Regions from separate parts of the Gossypium hirsutum genome. Here region 2 is linked to region 1. Evidence: chromatin contacts called from public Hi-C data. All regions are on one chromosome and are shown on one strand. Each heading gives the region's core, a stretch centred on a gene start, on an enhancer-like site or on the middle of the called end of the contact. The rest is flanking DNA. Distances are from core to core; before and after follow the strand shown.

Region 1 (4,923 bases), core at 1,692-4,191:
AGGCTTTAAGATGCTTGTTCATTGGTTTTTCTAATGGGAATATAGCTATAGTGTCCCTGATTTTTTTCTCATGCTGCTTGTATGGACTACGGTAACTTGTATCAATCCATGCTACCACCGAATGCTTCATTTTTGTGCTTTTGAATGCAAGAAGTTTCCTGAAAGAAACGAATGTGATTTGCTTCCGGTTTTGCTACTTATTTGGCAGGACTTATTGTTCTCATACAACATAGCGGTTGATAGGTCAGATGAAATGAAAAGAATACTTGGAAAATCAGCTGCAAGTGTTGGTCTCAAGCTTCCTGAGGTTTATCAGCCTTGATGTCGGTGGATAATAATTTTCATCTTCTTCTTTGTCTAGGGGAGAATAAAATTCTTCATCAGGTATCATTTTATTTCATATAAATCATATGTTAGTTTTTATGAGACAAATTCTTGATTTATCTTTATCCAAGATGTTCTGCATGATGTGTTGTATTTTTTAATCAAAACTCTTGAAAGTAACGAGGTTTTCATCGTGAGCATAGTCCTCTTGTTAGAGTTTGGCTTTCATATATTTCGATTTCCCAACAGTAATTTTCCTGTTGTGGTTGTTTTGTCAATACCATGATCATGAGTTTTGCATGTTTCAAGACACAAGATAACATGATTGAAAGTATTCTTCTTACTGACAGAAATCAATTGCTAGCATTTAGGGTCTATTTGTTCAGTGGAAGATTTTTTCGTATTGAATGTTTGTTTCACGGAAGATAGTTTATCAACAACAAATCCCCTGAATGACCCAAGTCCTTAGAACTTGGGGCAGCATTGGGTTCTGCCATTGATGCTGTCTTTGCGTGTAACTTGTTCTTACTGATGATGATGATTAGGAACCGTCGAAGTTGGTGCTGAATAAGCGGAGAATGCCGTTATGGGTGGGTCTGGTTGGTTTGGGTCCGATCATTTTGAGTTTTAAAAATATTAGGTTTGGATTTTTTTTTTTTTAGTTCAAATTGGGTCATTTCAAATTTGACAGTTGGATTTTTCGAGTTTGGATAATCTTGGATTCCTAAGGTTAATGAATGCTATTATGATGAAAACGTATAGGTATCCAGATTTTTTTGGTAAAAGTCACGAACAATGTTATAAGCTAAAAATAGAGTAAAATGCAAACTTATTTATGATTTTCTTGTTATATTTTATACGCAGTTATGAAATTTAATATTATCTTCTTCTTTTTTTAATTTATTTTAAATTCGTTGACATAATCACATTTAGAATTATAAAATGATAAAATTATTGTATGATAGTAAAGGTTCTTTTTCTTTCAATTTGTAATGATATTAAAAAAAAAAAACTATTTGGAATTCAGTCAACAATTGGCTAAATGTTCAAATTGAGCTCAACATTTTAGAGGTTGTTCATGTAAAGTTAAATCTTTTAAAATGGTCATATAATGGTTTAATCTTTTATAAAATGCTCTGTCAAATCTTTCAAAATTGTTTCTCAATTATCATATACGAAGTTTTAAATTATGTTTTTATTTTTTTTCCTTTTTATGCAGTAGTTATGTGTTTTATTCTAAACCTGTCAACTTTACTTAATTTTTACTATAAACTGGATTGAAGTGCATGAAAAATTCTTATTTAAAGATTTTTGTGAAGGTTAAGTCTTTATATGATCATTTTGAAAGGTTTAATCCTTAAATGAGCAACTCTTAAAATGTTACATTCTAATTTAAGCATTTAGCCTTAAGCTTTTAATATTTTTAGCTCAAAATAAAAATAAAAAGGATATCGTAAACATAAGCAGCTCCTGAGTAAATTTATTCATGGGTCGAGCTATTTATTTAGACTTAAAGACCTATCTGAAATTTGGGAGGGTTTGTGCAAGAATAATTGGCCCGTTTAAAATATGGATTGGACTTGAGCATTCAAGACTTGAGCTTGATCCAACCTATTTTTAAATTTGTAATATTTTATATTATGTTACTTTTATATATTATATAATGTATAACACATAAAAATTAAATCTATAATAATATATAATACTACTATAATATAAACATTAAAAAATGTTAAGATAATTTTATATAAAATTTTAATAAATGAAAAAGTATATAAAATTTTTAAAATATGGATGGGCTTGGGTAAAATTTTAAACTTGTATTTCGAGCCAAGCAGGGTTTGAGCAAATATAAAGTGTGTTAATATCATGCTTAAGCCCAGACCGAACTTGGATCAGACTATCTCAATCCGTGAATTAAATTTAAAAATAAAATGTGATATAATTTTTTGTCAAACTATTAAATCATTTGAAATTTTAAAAAAAAACTCTTAATATTTTTGTAATTAAATTTAAATGAAATATATTTTCATTAATAAATAGTAATTCGAGTCAGGTTAAATTTGTTAGAGGTCAAAAAAATCCTTTTTTCCATGCTTAATCTAAGTTGAGCCCACCTTATTAGATTGATGGCGGATTGTTCGCCTTTTAAACATTTTTTTCACAAGAGAGGAATTTATTTACATCAGTAATTTTACACTTTTTCATAATTTTTTATATAATTAATGTTTCAATAATCTAACAATTAAATTTTTTAATATATTTGTACTTGTTATGTATATAAAATCAATTATATATTTCATCTTATCAATTTTAAAATATTGTCAATATATATAATGATTGAAAGGTTTTTTCATATAAAATAAATAGTTAAATTTTTTTAATTTATACCAAACTGAATAGGCGTGATAGATAAATTATTAAAATATTAATAATATAAAAAGTTTATATATATATATATATTTTTTTTTTGCGTGTGTTTTAAGCAAGAGTTTTATAAATTAATGAACCCGGTCCAAAACTTCTAATTGGTTGACACATAAGCCCGATCTATCATGGGTCGGACCAGAGGTATTTGGATTAAGCCCAAACTAAGTACATCGAACCGGTCCATCTTAAAATTCTCAAAATTCCAATTTTGTCCACAATTAAACATCAAAATGCCCATTTAAGATTATTATTTCATTTCCCTAAACAAGAAGCAGCAGCCTTCATCAGTCATCTCCAAAAAAGTTGTGGAGAAAAAAATATTACGTTTGGGAAGCGAGAAAGTGCGAGAAAATGAGCGGAGCAGGAAAGAAAGTAGTAGATGTGGCTTTCAAAGCAGGAAAGAGCATTGATTGGGAAGGGATGGCGAAGCTTTTGGTCTCCGATGAGGCTCGCAAAGAGTTCGCCACTCTTCGTCGCACTTTCGATGAAGTTAACTCCACTTTACAGACCAAGTTCAGCCAGGTTAGGGTTTTCTATTCTCTCCCATCTCAGGTTTTTTTAATAACTTAGGACCTTTGGGTTAATCTATAATTAGATCTTTAGGGTTTTAGTCTTTTTTTTGGTTGATTAATGTTATTTATTGAAATAAATAATCATTTTTGAAGCTTCTATTTGTCATTAAGGGTGATTTTTCATTTGATGCTTGTATTAACTTTCTTGGTGATAATCTGATTCTGTTAAGCAGGAACCTGAGCCTATCGATTGGGAATATTATAGAAAAGGAATCGGCTCGCGATTGGTGGATATGTACAAAGAGGCTTATGAGAGTAAGTTTTTTTTCTGTCATGGTTGAGTTTTCATTCTATACTATTTCCTAGTTGCCCCCTTTATTCTTAGATCTGTTGTAGGGTTCCTAAAAGCATAAAAATGGTCTACTTACCTCATGTTTGAAGTCTTCACATGGTTGCAGTTTCCTCGATTTGTGAATTGAATTAACTGTTGTTTAAGCTGTGCTTCCTGTTATGAGATGATAATTTTATGAGTCGGATGATGATATGGTCACCTTGACTAGCTACAATGTTCCTTTTTCGTTTTTATTGTCTCAAAATAATTAGTGAAGTGTGGAATTTAATTCTGTCATCCATTCTTCGATTGTGGATATTTTTTATCTTTGTTAAACCTATTCCGATGGCCATATTGCCTATAAGGATGTTGTGTTCATCGATTGTTATATTTTTTATAGGTAAGTTCTTAATATTGTATATAAACGTGATTCTTGTTGTATATAAACCAGATTCTTGTCCAAAACGCTGTAAAAGTTTCTATAGAACAACTATGATTCTCATTACTCCTATGCTTTGGATGTTTGATGTAAAATAACCTTTAACTCAGACCTTTATTTGTTACAAAAAGAAAAGAAAAGAAAAGAACAATGTTACTCAACCAATGAACTAGATGATTTTCAGGTTTTTTTTTACGGTAAGGTGTTCCACGAGCACCTTCTTGGAATTAACTGTGTTAAATGGAGCTGCCTCCTTTTCACTGTTTACTTGCCATACTGGTTAGTTACAATGTTTAACTCTTTCTTTAGTGTAATTTTTTTGCTTTGATTATAGAATTTGTCTAACCGGGTTGTCACTTGGCTACAACTTTTGGAATCCACGGTTGTTTATTGTGTGAGTGGTTTCGATGAAGCTGTGGGGAGTTTGTGATTTCATCTGTTTTAATTTTATATACATTTTGAGTTATTAACTCTAATCTTTACACATTTTATATGCTTCCTTTCAGGCGTAGAGATCCCCAAGTTTGTTGACACAGTCACTCCTCAATTCAAACCGAAATTTGATGCATTGGTGAGAATCAACAGCATTCTTGATCCTCTTTTACCTGTCTCAGTGGTTTTGGTTTTCTTTTTCATCATCTGATTTGGTTATTTACTTGTGGTTAATAGTTGGTTGAATTGAAAGAAGCAGAAGAGAATTCTTTGAAAGAGTCCGAGCGTTTGGAGAAAGAAATTGCCGACGTTCAGGAACTGAAGGTAATTGCAAAACACTGCCCAAATGAATCTTCTCTTTATCGTAATTGTAATTGCAATTGTTGATTTTTGTTCTATTCTTTTTTCTTTATTTGAACAGCAAAAGATCAGCACCATGACAGCAGATGAGTACT
Region 2 (4,923 bases), core at 1,107-3,606, 280 kb after region 1:
GTACCCGCACTAGGCGATTGGGTCGAGTATAGGGTGTTATAGGAGATTTGTGGAGTGTGCCTCGTATTTTGGCCGAAACAGAGTTAATGTCGTGATGAGAAAGAGTCGATGTCCCAACGACGTGACATATAACATCTCAACGAGAAGAAGTCGACATCTCGATGACACGATGTGTGACATCACGATGTGGTGACGTGTTTCCTATTAAATCGAGTTTCTTCTCCTAGTTAAATTCGACTATCTTTTTCTAGTAGAACTTTAATAACTCTAAGGATATTTTAATCAGATTAGCCCACAAATTTTAGTACATAAATAAGGGCTTTTAGCAACCCTAGAGAGTTTGGTTCAACAACACAATTAAGAAAGAGTTTTGTGAGAATTTCAAGAGAACTTTGTGTTTTGGGTTCGGGATTATTTTTGTTTTCCATATTGTACTCCTCTTTCGATATTTGTCATTTTATTGAATTTTTTTTGCTTGTGATTCTTTATCCTCTTAAGAGTAGTTTTTCCACATAAATATTTGTGTCTAATTTTCTTTGTTCTTTCATGTTCATTGCTTAATTTGAGTTTATCATCAACAAACAACATTAAATAGTCACTTGGATGACTCAACTAATATATGGATGCTCATAAATGTGATATGAGATGTCAAGATGATGTAAAATCATGAAAAATCACCTTAGTATTCACTTTCTCATTCTAACCAAGTTTTCGCTCATAAGCCATTCAAAACCCTAGATGTAGGTGATGAAGATAATGGTGAAATGATGATGATGATGATGATGATGAAGGATTTTGTAAGAAAATAGAAGAAAATGGTGATGGATTTGAAAAGAAAAATATAAAAGAGGTGAAGGAAAAGAAGAAAATGGAGAGCTTCTTCTTTCTTCTAAATGGTCAGCCAGTACAAAAAGAAAATGGAGGTTATTTCCCCTTTTTTATCATTTTTATACTATTATCATTGTATGGTCAAAAGGTAAAATAAATATCATGTCATGTGGTTATGGTTTATTTTTAAGACAAAAATGAGTTTTAGTATACTAAAAATCATCTTATCACCATACAAATCTACGAACACAAATATTTAATCATAATTTCTCTTCAAATGACTAAAATATCCTTGTCGACAAAATTACTATTTTACCTTTCAACTTGCATTCTTACTCAATTAAGCTCAAAACTTTAAAAATAGCTTAATATCATTTCTAATTACTTCCAACAATCTAAAATTAATTAATTTTGTAAAAAATAAATTTTCTTATCGGATACACGAATAAAGTTCTCAAAAAAGTCTTGTATAGAAAAAATTAAAAAATTTAAGGCTTTATGATGACTAAATATTCATGCAGATTTTAGATAGAGTATGTTAGGAAGTGTTTGAGATTAAAATTTCATACCTTAAATTGATATAGCAATTGTTTTATGTTAGTATTTGTTTAAAAGGATTTGGAGTGTGTTTGTGGTGACTTTTAAGGGAAATTTTGGTCCCTTGTTATAAGGTATCAGTACTATTATTTTTTTTATCAACACTTTGCAAGTCAATGATAACAAAATTGATCCAAAGGGTCTAAGTTTCAATACCCTCATTTAAGTATTAGATTCAAGTTGACAATAAAAAGCTATGGTAAATAAGACCAGGCACCTATACCTGGCACCTAAGTACCGATACCTACGCTTAGGTATAAAACATGGTGGCTCAGAGATTAATACCTAGCCCTTAGGTAGGGCTCCTACATTATTTTGAGAATTTTGGGCTCGTTGAAGTGAAGCTCGATTTCGGTCGCAAACACTTCCATTTACCAATGGATTTTTCCTAAATAATTTCAACTTAATTTTTAAACCTCCAAATTAACTTTACTACATTCATAAGAATTTATTTAATTGACTCAACAATTTTAAATCTCAAGTATTTTCAAGCTTTTATTTGATTTTTATAAGAGAGGTAGTAGTTAATGGAATAGTACATGCATTATTTAAAAAAATTGTGTGCTTTTTTTAAAAATTTAGGATTTTTATTGAAAATATAAAAATTTTATTTTTTGAAATTTTTTTGTATGTTTGAAATATAAAGATAAAATTGTAAACATTGATGATTAAAATAAGTGATTCTAGTTTCCTTATAATTGTAGACAAATGAATTACAATTTTTAAATAAAAAAGAATAAAGACTTAATGTCTCAAAATGAAAATAGATGAACCCAGCATCTTAGAATACTCACTCAAGGAAAGATTCAAAAATCTTTTCCAACCCTTTGTCAGATCTGGCATATTTAAATAAAAAAAAGTAGAAAAAGGGGCCAATTGCAAAGGTTGAAAACTTATAAAGCCAAATAAGTAAATGAAATGAGTTCGAAAGAAAAAGTTGTCAAGGTACAGGTGTCGCTTCCTCTAGATTTTTGACTGGGCTGAGCCACCGGGGGAGTCTGAAGATCACTCACCACAACAAATACTTGGAATTATTAATTCCAATTATTGCAAAAATGGGAGATTTCAATTTTCAACCAAACAAAAATTATAATAATTAAAAAAGGGCTAAAATTTGCCATTTCATTTGCCTTTGCATTTGAGTTTCATTTCAGACTGCTCGTTTCCCTTTATTTTTATTCTCCTCTTTTAGCATTTTCATTTCTAAGCAGCGCTGCGATCCAAATAAGTAACCACCAACGCTTGGCGGATCAAAATCAACCGATCCGACCGCTTTTTTTTTCTTTGTGTTTGTTTATCTTTTTCCACGATTTTGCGGTCAGTGGTGAAAGGGGGAATTGGGTGTTCGGACGGTGGAGGAACAAGGATGCCGTCTCAGGGAGATCTGGATCGTCAGATCGAGCACCTGATGGAGTGTAAGCCGCTGTCTGAGGCGGAGGTGAAGGCGTTATGCGAGCAGGCACGAGCAATACTAGTGGAGGAATGGAACGTACAGCCTGTGAAGTGTCCGGTAACGGTATGTGGAGATATTCATGGACAGTTTTACGATCTAATAGAGCTGTTTCGGATAGGAGGGAATGCGCCTGATACAAATTATCTCTTCATGGGAGATTATGTAGGTATGTTTGTCACTTTTTCATAGGGTTCTTTCCCTGTTCTTTTAACTTTTTGGTGGATTATTTGAAGTCTGTTGTATTGATTTAAGAGCTGTCCGTTTTCCTCGTCCTTCCTCTTTTTTCTTTTAATTTTCTGAATAATATTTGCTGAGTTTGTTTTTGTTTTAAGAGTTGGAACTCATGAAAAACATAAGGTTCGATAAACCTCTAGTTTTTGAAATCTATTAATTAGAAAATAATAGGTTGGCCGTAAATCTATTTTACACCTTATTTATAGTAGGATTGCAAATAAATTTTTAATCCTAGTGTTAAATTAAAATTCTAGGGTAACTTATTATCCTAACCATCGATATGCCTGATAATTAACAAGACTGATAATATAATAGCAAAATGAACAAAAAAAAATGCTCCATAGAATAGCATAACAGTGGTAGCTTCCGTGTTATATTATCATGTTACTAAAATTGAGAAAACAAAAATGCCTTTCAGCATCGCCCCTTAGATGCTTAAAACTGCTGAGAATTTTGGGTAGGAATGGTGTTTGAGCTTGCCCTGCTTGGTCTAAGCTGTTGGCAGTCTTTTTGATTAGTATCTTACCTCTGAGGTGGAGTTGTACTGTGAGACTAAGTTCTTGGACTAAGTTTGGACTTTCAGCTTTTTAGGGAATTTTTCTATGTACCAGAAATAATAGCCACTATTGCGTCAATCCTTATAAATGTGAAGTTGTAGCTACCTTGTCTAAAGCTTTTAGATGGTGAATGGAGTGGGATGTAGGTAGAAGTCAGGAGATTTTATAGTGCCTATATAATTTCTGCTGTATGCAAATCCATATTTATGAATTGGAAAGGGATTTTATTTTAACCTTATTGCATATATGCAGATCGTGGGTACTACTCGGTTGAGACTGTCACACTCTTGGTGGCACTAAAAGTCCGTTATAGAGATAGAATCACAATTCTTAGAGGAAATCACGAGAGCCGTCAGATTACACAAGTGTAAGATCTTTTCACCTGCATTTCCTTCTAACATTTTAGGTTTTCTTGGTACGAAGGATGAAAGGGGTGTAGGATAAAACATTGTTGATCCAATGGTTAAGTTACAATAAGTGCTTACAAAATTTAATCATGAGGTTTAACAATTATTCCCTCCTTACCCCTTTCTACCCTGTTTGGTCTTTGTTAAGCTGACTGACTTAAAAGGTCTTCAGGATTTGTGAAAGAATTTATTTAAATTGGGGGGTGCTTAACTAATTTGGATATTTGTAATTGAGCAAGTTTAGTTGATCAATCATCTTGGAGTTACTTCTTATATTTGACCGAGTTTTTATTGCTATTTTCATATTTTGTGTGGGAGGATTTAACAATTAACATACAGCAATTGAGCAGCTTTAGTTAATCAATCATCTTAAAATTACTTCTTATATTTGTTTGAGTTGTTTTGCTAATTTCATAAATCCCTGGGAGGATTTAACATGCACGTCCATGTCACATGCATGTTAGAGATGGGCTTTTGGTTTGATTAGTAAAATCTGTCTTGAAACAAATCACATGATCAGTTGTTAGCTAATTATTAATTATTGGCCATTCACAATGTTCTGATGATATGCTCTCAATTTAGTCTTGCACGAGAAGCATGTTTATGAACTGTTAGATTGGGGCCAACCACCTTGCACTTATGATGTCAAAACCCCCTCTCTGCCTTTTCCATTTAGTATGCGTTTCACCTATATTACCTTGACTCTTCATTCTTTTTTGAAGTACCTGTGTTTGGCATATAGTATGGAGATTTGATCCTCTGAAAGACCCTTCAAAAACATGAAAATTGAACATACCCATGTTGGACACATGCCCATGTTCAACACTTGCATCCGAGCCTGAGTTAC

What was found. A called contact is a pair of places that touch in the nucleus more often than the background predicts.
Region 2: a Hi-C map of leaf shows a contact between it and region 1, with 1.7 times the contacts expected there. The contact joins the promoter of LOC107937214 here to the promoter of LOC107930653 in region 1. A contact is called at or near these places in 2 of 34 Hi-C or Micro-C datasets (both in leaf).

Annotation. Positions count from the first base shown.
Region 1 is chrA01:44,217,925-44,222,847 of Gossypium_hirsutum_v2.1, forward strand. It overlaps LOC107930653 (ATP synthase subunit d, mitochondrial), which reads left to right and starts at 2,942. Exons shown (of 5, transcript XM_016862345.2): 1 at 2,942-3,276; 2 at 3,500-3,581; 3 at 4,543-4,607; 4 at 4,706-4,792; 5 at 4,890-4,923. The coding sequence starts at 3,106. It overlaps LOC107930633, which reads left to right. Exons shown (of 4, transcript XR_005925593.1): 3 at 209-384; 4 at 675-1,163.
Region 2 is chrA01:44,502,964-44,507,886 of Gossypium_hirsutum_v2.1, forward strand. It overlaps LOC107937214 (serine/threonine-protein phosphatase PP2A catalytic subunit), which reads left to right and starts at 2,357. Exons shown (of 6, transcript XM_016870069.2): 1 at 2,357-3,044; 2 at 3,922-4,036. The coding sequence starts at 2,792.